2 separate regions of the Canis lupus genome follow, and region 2 is linked to region 1. A link is a contact called in public Hi-C data. All regions are on one chromosome and are shown on one strand. Each heading gives the region's core, a stretch centred on a gene start, on an enhancer-like site or on the middle of the called end of the contact. The rest is flanking DNA. Distances are from core to core; before and after follow the strand shown. Region 1 has its middle 150 kb from the start of DCN. Region 2 has its middle 280 kb from the start of DCN.

Region 1 (4,369 bases), core at 1,350-3,849:
TTTAAATAGAAACACATAGACAGAACTGGACATTCACATGATCCTAAGAGTGTTACTATTGTGACACATTTGGTTTTTAGGCAGGGAAATATTAAACTAAGGAATTGTTCAGGTGACCAAGTCAGGAGCAAAAGACACCTGGCACAAGGAAGCGTGCAAATAAAATGCCAGTCTGGAAGAGAAAAATTGCAATGGATTAATTTCTGCTGGGGTTCAACATGCTCCACCACGGCAAACAAATAAGAATCATGCTGGGGCTTGATTTGTCAGATTCCTTTAATTTACTAAGACTGCATATTAAACGAAATTGTTAGCAGCTGGTTGTCTACAAAAACCTAGCTAAACTCCTGGGAGCTATTGTATAGCTGCCTTCTTAAAACCTGTCCCAGTGTGCACCAAATTGATGTTGGAATGAAAAAGATAACTCTTTCCAAAGTGCCTTATTTCAGCTACTCAAATCCATCTTCAGAAACCCAGGGGACATTTTTCCTGAACACTATATTCTGTATTGCTGAAAACAAGGATGGTTTCCTCCCAAAACTTTTTTGTACTACTCTCTTCACTCTGGTACAATTTTTGGTCAATTCCTTGGCCTCTGCCCACCGGATACTAGGCCATCCTGGCTCACAGAAGACCACAGCCAATCACTTTTGTAATCCTAGGCTTAGCTCTTGAATCTTGTCTCCTTCCTGAAGCTTTCCAGTTTTCTCAGAAAGCCTGTGATCCAGATTCCCTGCTCACACATGTCTAAACGGCAATCTGATGTCTTACGACTAGAGGCAAAAGGGGATTTTTCTTAAAACAATGAAACAAATCACAGCAGCGCATGAAGTCACAGTCCCAAGCTTAACTAAGAAATATTGGGAAAATCTACTATTTGAAACATGTCTTAAGAATTGGACATAGATCTGGCTTGGCTTTGCTTTTCTTTTCTTTCTTTCTTTCTTTCTTTCTTTCTTTCTTTCTTTCTTTCTTTCTTTCTTTCTTTTTCTTTCTTCTTTCTTTCTCTCTTTCTCTCTTTCTTTCCAGGAAGAGATTGTCTTTCCTATTAATAAAATTGATTTGGTATAAAATTTTGGTTCAGCGTGGCTCTTTTTCCACAGTTAAATAGATGTCTTCTAGAAAATCAGTTTCAGCCCCAACTTTTCCCATTTGGCAACTTTCATTTTCTGATATTAGATAATTAACAAATCGTGTGTTGTAATGCTTTGTCACCTCAAGAGCATTGGGGGGGGGGTAACGCTTCTTTGCCTACTGAGTAATGGCTTCAATGAAAGAACATGCTCAAAAGAATGCTTTATATCCAGGCATAAAACATACTGAATATTTATGATTTTAATTGCTACACACCATGTGCTGTGCATACTCGACTGTACATTTATATACGTCTTTAAAGGGCAAGAGGGAAGGATGCTCCTATGACTCTATAAGTTTCAATGAACAGGTCACTGAAAATTTCTATTAACCCAAGATAAAAATTCATAAAAAAAAAAAATTCTTTGGGGGGAAAAAAAAACTCCCAGGTTTTTTTCTCTGTATGGTAACAGGCATTTTTGCGTGTTTGTGAAAAAGAAGAAAAAAAAAAAACTACACGATACAGTGTGTTGCTTTTGGATAAAAAGGTAATATTGACTATTTCTTAGACTCTCTGTTTCTTCGCTAAATAGATAATTCGACACCAGGAGATGCAGTCCTAGTTCTGTTTGTTGTTTACCAAAAAACACGTGCTAATGTAACAGTGCATGAGTAATTCAAGGAAGAATGCCAAACACGCCGTGCCATCCAAAACGCGTTTTGCTGTTTGCTTTTTACTGTACGCCACTTTCCCTCTCCAGCTCACCCCCTCCACCACCAAGTATTTTTTTTTCCCCAGTGAAGCTAAAAATAGCCAGCCAGGCCTAACAACTGGTTTCTGATTGGCTCGGCGCAAAGGCCACTCAGCCAATGAGCGCTTCTGGGAACAAAAGCCATTCTTTTGTGTGTGAGATGCTCAACCCACGTCAAAACAGCTTCAGGCTGTAGAAATGATTTTGGTTGAGATTTAACAAGGTAATAATGCATTTCAGCCCTCTGAAAGGTTTGAAGCAGAACAAAGGGGGTAGTGAGATCTACAAAACAAATGGGGCGCTTAGGCTTGCAGGGGATGAATCATCCGGGTGCCTGAGCCGTGCACATTTGCAAACCCAGAAAAGCCAGAGCGCTAGGAAATTTTTTTTTCTTTCTTCCTGAGATTTCAGCTATTTTTTTTTTTTTTTTTTTTTGCAAACATTTTCTCTTCCCGAGTGGGGGCGGGGGAGCGATCAAAGGCGCTGGATTATGGCTATGCACAAGTTCTCTAATGCGGACTTGCTGGGGCACAGAAAGTAACTCGTCCACGAGTCCCCCCTTCAATCGCACAAAGAGAAAACAAAGACTCGTGGGCCTCGCCTCGTAGGCAGTCCGCTCCGGAAACTTTGGTTTTTAGGCATCAGAAACAGCTCCCGTTCTCAGGGTCAAGCAATTCCTGATTGATGCTGCGAGAGGTCGCAAGATAAGCAAACTACTGGGCGACTAGGGTGCAGGCAAAGGCGCGGACCTGCGAGTTTGGGCCACCTGCGCACCCTGAGCCTGCAGGGGCCGCTGTGACACAGCTAACGAGCCCCTTCAGAGCCTCTTTTCCTCCTTGAAGTCTTAAAAGAAAGGAGAAACCGGGGTTGGTAGGTGCCTTCCAGGTAGGACAAAAGGGAGTGGGGAGGTAGTGTTGGCAGCCCTCAAGCAGCAGGCTTCGGGTCATCACTGTGAAGCAAGGCACCCCTCAACAGCACGGGTGACTTCGCAGGCCCCCGAAGTGCTGCAGGGGACAAATGCTGCCACAGTCAACACTGGGAAGGTTGCATAACACGGAGGAGCTCAGAAGCTATCTCGTGGCCTTCAACTGGCTTTCTTGACCAGGTTATTCACAGACGGCCCGAGCATTTAGGGCAGGCACAAGGACCCACACTTGCACCGCTTACGTAGGGAACCTGGACAGTTACCAAGTCCAGCATAGTGTTGGCAAAAGAAATACAGATAACACATAAATTTTCTATATCTTCTCTTCCCAGAAAACTACGGGTTCACCCTCTTTTTTTTTTTTTTCTTTTGGTCTCCAATATAGCTTTTATGACAAGCGATTAGTGACTAAAACCTGAAACTTTGTTCTTGGTGTGGTATAAAAGGCCTAAGAAAATCAAACATCAAACAATAAAAATGGAATCATTTTTATTGTGTAATCAGGTGTAATCAAGGAGCAATATTTCTCAAGAGCTCCCCCTTTAAGGAAACGCATAGTCTGTCGTAAAATATTGCATTTGCTAATTATTGGTCCCAACTGTCTTTATGAGCTTGTATTAGATCCTTTGCCATAAAACATGGATGGGGTGGGGGGAGGGCAGGGGGAGCTTGCTGAGAGGAGTGGCCTGTGCACCTAACAGTACAAAAACTGGAATGATAGTGCATCATTTTTTTCCTCCTCTTCCCCTCCCTTTCCATTCCTTTCTTTCCCTTCCCTTTCTTTCCCTTTCTTTCTTTTGTACTGGTATGTGTGTACATGTGCTCAGTTTAGGATAGTCTCCTTCGGAAAAAGAAAAAAAAAATCGAATTAAGACATTATGGATGGACAAAGTATTGATATGCCGAGAAGCACAGCTAGAACCGGAGGCTGTAGATAATAAATCTGAAGTGCAGAGAATCACAGGCAGAGCCACAAAGCTAGCAGGTGTAGAGTCCTAAACAACTAAATCTCCAGAGGATTGTGTAGATGTGGTTTTCAGCATGAAATGTCTGGGGGCGGGGTGGGGGGGGTGGGGGGGGGGGGGGGGGGGTGGGGGATGTAGGTTCTGTTCTCTTGCAGTACTTTTGTGAGTTTTATAGTCTTGGCTTTGTCATATCAGCCCAGAGCCAGTTAAAGGAATCCATCACCAAGGATGTAGCTGCAACTGCCCATGAAGGGGTGTAGGGTGGCTCTTCTAGAAGGAGGTTGGAGCCGTTGCAGCAAAAGAGGCCCTTGGCCATGAGAGCCAAGTACCTTATCTCCCTATGCCTGTCAGCTGCTGACCTGCTTAAGCCCCAGCCCTGAAGGCTGCCACTATGTCATCCTCAGGGTGCTCAGGGAAGAGATGGCACAAAGGAAAGTGAGAGCCTCTTGTATCTTGTGGTACAACTCTGAAGCTTGAGCCGAAAGCACACAGGAAGTCACCTCCCTCAACCGTCTAGAAGCCTAAAGCAGCCCTCACAAGACACCAGTGCTGCTTCCTTGCCACAACTGGTCATCAGTAATAGGAAGCCTCACAGGGACGTCTGCACAGATTGTGTATTTTTAAAGAAATATTTTTTTCCTATTTCCCTCTCA
Region 2 (4,369 bases), core at 934-3,433, 130 kb after region 1:
GGAAGTTGCTCAATGGCCTGGGGTTATTGGTACTTAGTACTCAGTCCAGGTACTATAATAATAATAGCTGCCACTGACTGACTGTTACTATGTCCAAGAGACTGTTCAAAGCTTTCCTCCCAAAAACCACAAAAGTATCATTCCAATATAAAAGGTGGAAAACTGAAATCAGAAACATTTGGCAATTTGCCCAAAGTAGAAGTGTCAGAGTGAAAATTGTTTTAATTCAGGACTCTTTAATCCTCCTAGCTAACTCATTAGATAGAGGATGTAAAGGCCTAAAGCAGAAGAAAAACTAAAAATCAGCTCATCTATCTCAATAGACAACCATCATTCTGTTTTAGTGAAAACATCTTAAGCTTCTCCATCAAACCTCATTGTCCATTTGTATTACGTTTTCTTTTTCAATAATACTTTGGGTTTGTTTTATAGCACTAACTCCACAAACTATATATTTTAGATCCTAAAACAAGAAAGTCTCCCTTTCTAGAGTAATCAATGTGGGAGAAATGCTCCTTAAAACATATTACAGCATTCCCTAGGAAAGGGGAACAACAATTAGTCTCTATGGCAGCTGGCTTCATGCCAAGAGAATGGGAACAACTTGCATGATTTCTATAAAAGAATCAGATTGCACTTGGAGCCTCTTTGGGGACAACGAAAGATTTATGAAGATGCAGATAGTGGATATGCTTCTTACCAGGTAAAATGAGTCATGGTGGAAAGGCTACAAAGGCAGCTAACCCCAGGAAGGTAGTTGGAAGGAAACTTGAGATTTGGAAATTTTGAATAGTTTGATCCTAGAGCAAATTGTTAAAATAACTTTCAATGTATTAAAAGGAGTCAATAAGTTTATCAAATGGTATCAGGTAAATGTGTGTATGAATGGCACATGTCCCTATTCCTACAGTAAGTTAATACTTTTACTTTGGCTATTTGGATAGGACTAAACAACTGATTATGACAACCATTAAGAACAAGTACTGGACTTCATGAATTAGGAGACAATCCAAGAGAGGCAAACTCAGATTTCTACTCCTATTTCTGTCTGACCCTGCAAACTTTTTTGTAAGACTTGATTAATCAAACAGCTATGCATAAGTTTACAGTATGATAATGATTTTCCATGCAACACAAAAGATATGGATTTTTATTGATAATAAAAGATTCCCTTTTAAATTGAATTCTAAGTACAAACTGAAATACCTGATATGTAGGTAAACAACTATTTTTCAGTATATTCCAAGTGTTATACTTTGGAAAAAAGGCCTAGATCTCCATGTACTACTGTACCTTTTTTCTGTAACTATACCTAACATTAGAGGCAGAAGTTTTAGCAAAATAGTTCAACTGCCAGTTGTCCTGCCTTTATTCACTGAATTTCAATGAATAACACAGAAATGTCAACTAGGAAGTTAAGAAATAGCATAGGGACAGTCCTTTCACAGAAATACCATTTGAGTCCATAAGATCAGATAAAATTATAAAGATGTATGAGATTCAGTCTTGCCAATGATGTAGGGAAACATACAGTGACATTCATACATTGGTAGTAGAAACAGTTTTCAGCTTCAAAATATTTAAAACATTAAACAGTTGTATGGGCTTTACCCCAGCAATTTAATCCTAGAGAAATATTTGCCCTTGTGCACGTATATATAATACATATAAGGAAGATCATTGTAGCACTGTTTGTAAGTAATAAAAAGTTGTATGATTTTATCACAAGAACAAGTATTTATTCTTATTTTTTAAAGATTTTATTTATTTATTCATGAGAGTGTGTAACACACACACAGAGAGAGAGAGAGGCAGAAACACAGGCAGAGGGAGATGCAGGCTCCTTGCAGGGAGTCCAATGTGGGACCCAATGTGGGACTGGATCCCAGGTGTCCAGGGTCACTCCCTGGGCTGAAGTCAGCACTAAACCGCTGAGCCACCTGGGCTGTCCAAGAACAAGTATTTAAAAAAGGCCTTCTGTATCTATGCAGGTAAATGCCTTGCAATCATAAAGAAAGACTTAAAAACTTTGCAACCATTGGAAAAGGTGTACCTATTGGTACTGACATGTAAAGTTTTTCAAGTGTATGTTGAATGAATAAAAGCAAGACACTGCAAAGAATGGATAGCGTGATCCCATTTGCTTAAAACATTGCAGCTGCATTCATTTGCAAATGTAGAGAATAAAAGCAGCAAGGACCACAATAAGCAGGAAATGGTGTCATCTCTGACGTGGGTTTGTAAAGGAGAGAAAGGAACATGAAAAATTTCATTTTTCATCTGATACACTCCTATACTATTTGACTTTTTACAACTAGAATGTGTCATTTTCAACTTTTCAAATAATCTATAGTTCCTATACATAATTTCTAACTGTGAATGGTTAAGTTCATAGGTTTCATAGTGCCATGTGATTTATTTCATCTGGCTTTATGATTGAGAACCAATATTTCAACATCAGTAATGTAGCTGAGATGTTTTACTAATCTCCCTCAGCCATGGTTTATGTGAAAAACTAATTATTATGTGATTTTTCTTTTTTTTTTTTTTCAAATAAAGTGGTGGTTCTATTGATTGCTATTCCTCAAAACCAGAATTTTCAAATAAGTAATATGTATAGTTTGTCTATTTTCACATTGCTATAGCTGTTTCAAAAATTTTAATTCTACGTACAAACAATACATTTGAATATTAGCAGTTAAAATCATTTGGGTGGGATTTAAAAAAAAAAACAGAATGAAATTGTCCTTTAAAGTAAGATCAAGCAATTATTTAGTGGAATAGTCAAACCATATGCTTTAGGCTTTAGTTTTATCTTACAAAATATTTACATTAAGTCTATTATAACAGCTGTTTCATATGATATTCACTGGCATCTACCCAGAAGAAAGCATAGTACCAGGAATATTGTAGACACTGAATAAATATTTCCTAGTGTATGTATTTTTATTGACCATCATTAGGACACTGCTTTTTGAGATGCTTTGTATTCATGAAAAACCTACTTCATTAGAGAAAGAGAAGGCATAATGTTCAAAATAATAAAAATAGAAACCTCTGTGTTCAGACATAAGAACATAAATATAATGACTTAGATGGTTTATCTTGTTCTCATTGAACTATAATCCCTCATAACAATGAATTGGAGCTCAATAAGCAGTAGTAATTAGTACACCAGGACTTTAAACCATCAGTGTCTCATGTTTCTTTTCTGCTTATCATTCTTAAATTTTCAATGACATGCCATTGTTATCAATAAATAACATATTTTTCCTTGGCACATCAAGGAAAAAACAAACTGTGCCCATCCCATCCCACAACCCACAAATGATAAAAGATTAGTTTGGATGAACATATACAGAAATTTACCATCAGAAAATCTAAAAAGAACTCTTTTTAAATTTCAGCATGCATGTATAGCTGTACTTAACATTAAAAACATTTAAATAACATTAATTATTTAGGGGCATCTGGGTGGTTCACTCAGTTAAGTGTCTGACTTTGGTTCAGATCATGATCTCAGGGTCCTAAGGCAAAGTCCTGCATGGGGCTCCCTGCTCAGCAGGGAGTCTGCTTCTCCCTCCACTTGTGAGCGTGTGCACTCTCTCTCTCTCTCTCAAAGAAATAAATAAAAAATTTAAAAATATAATAAATAAATATTATTTAATTTTGAATTTCCTTCTAAGTTGTCATCTAGCTCTGCCCTACTGATTTCAGATGCGTTTTTCTTTCTTCCTGAAATCCATCTCCCTGACCCATCTCAGCATACCTCACCCTACCCAGGTAATCGTTCATCTTACCTTTCACTGGACTGACTTCAATTCATTCCACGAGACCTTCTCTGCCAGGAAGACTTTCCTGATATCTTCTTGGGTTGGGTGTCCTTTCTTTGTGCATCATGAATGTAGATCTATTATTGTACGTATTTATTTATTTATTGACCATTTATTTGTGTGCCTCTGTCCTCACTAAAAATGTGCTGATTTATTGAGTGAACAAATGAATGAGTAAATGAGTAGAAGAATATTTATTTCAACTTTCTGCATATTTCAAGTTCTTAAAAATGAATCACTTCTCAAATCTCTATATTCATATGATGTATACTGTTCATACCATAAAGTGCTAGCTGGTGAACTAAAGAACCAAACAGAATAAATTAGGTTCTAGTAGAAGGCTACTAATTTATCTTTTTGAAAATGCCATTGATGAGACCAAAATTGCCAAAAGGAAGAGTGGCATTGAACAATGCTTACCACTAAGCAGTCTTTATTTAATTGGCATTTAAGGCATTTTCAAAGGATGCTTGGTCAAAGAGATGTATAGTAGCCTTATGCTGAGCACTATTTAATTATTTCAGTCCTCATCTGTC

Evidence for each region. Hi-C and Micro-C count contacts between places; a contact is called where the count stands out from the background.
Region 2: a contact with region 1 is called in a Hi-C map of blood, with 2.3 times the contacts expected there. The contact joins two enhancer-like sites.

What each region holds. Positions count from the first base shown.
Region 1 is chr15:32,328,267-32,332,635 of UU_Cfam_GSD_1.0, forward strand. No RefSeq gene overlaps it. Among named protein-coding and RNA genes, the nearest start is that of DCN, 150 kb to the left of the region's middle. Within about 2 kb of position 2,600, at least 11 of the 20 cell types and tissues checked have an H3K27ac peak or open chromatin away from gene starts, as enhancers often do. A contact at or near this core is called in blood, where this site is marked.
Region 2 is chr15:32,457,843-32,462,211 of UU_Cfam_GSD_1.0, forward strand. No RefSeq gene overlaps it. Among named protein-coding and RNA genes, the nearest start is that of DCN, 280 kb to the left of the region's middle. Within about 2 kb of position 2,184, at least 2 of the 20 cell types and tissues checked have an H3K27ac peak or open chromatin away from gene starts, as enhancers often do. A contact at or near this core is called in blood, where this site is marked.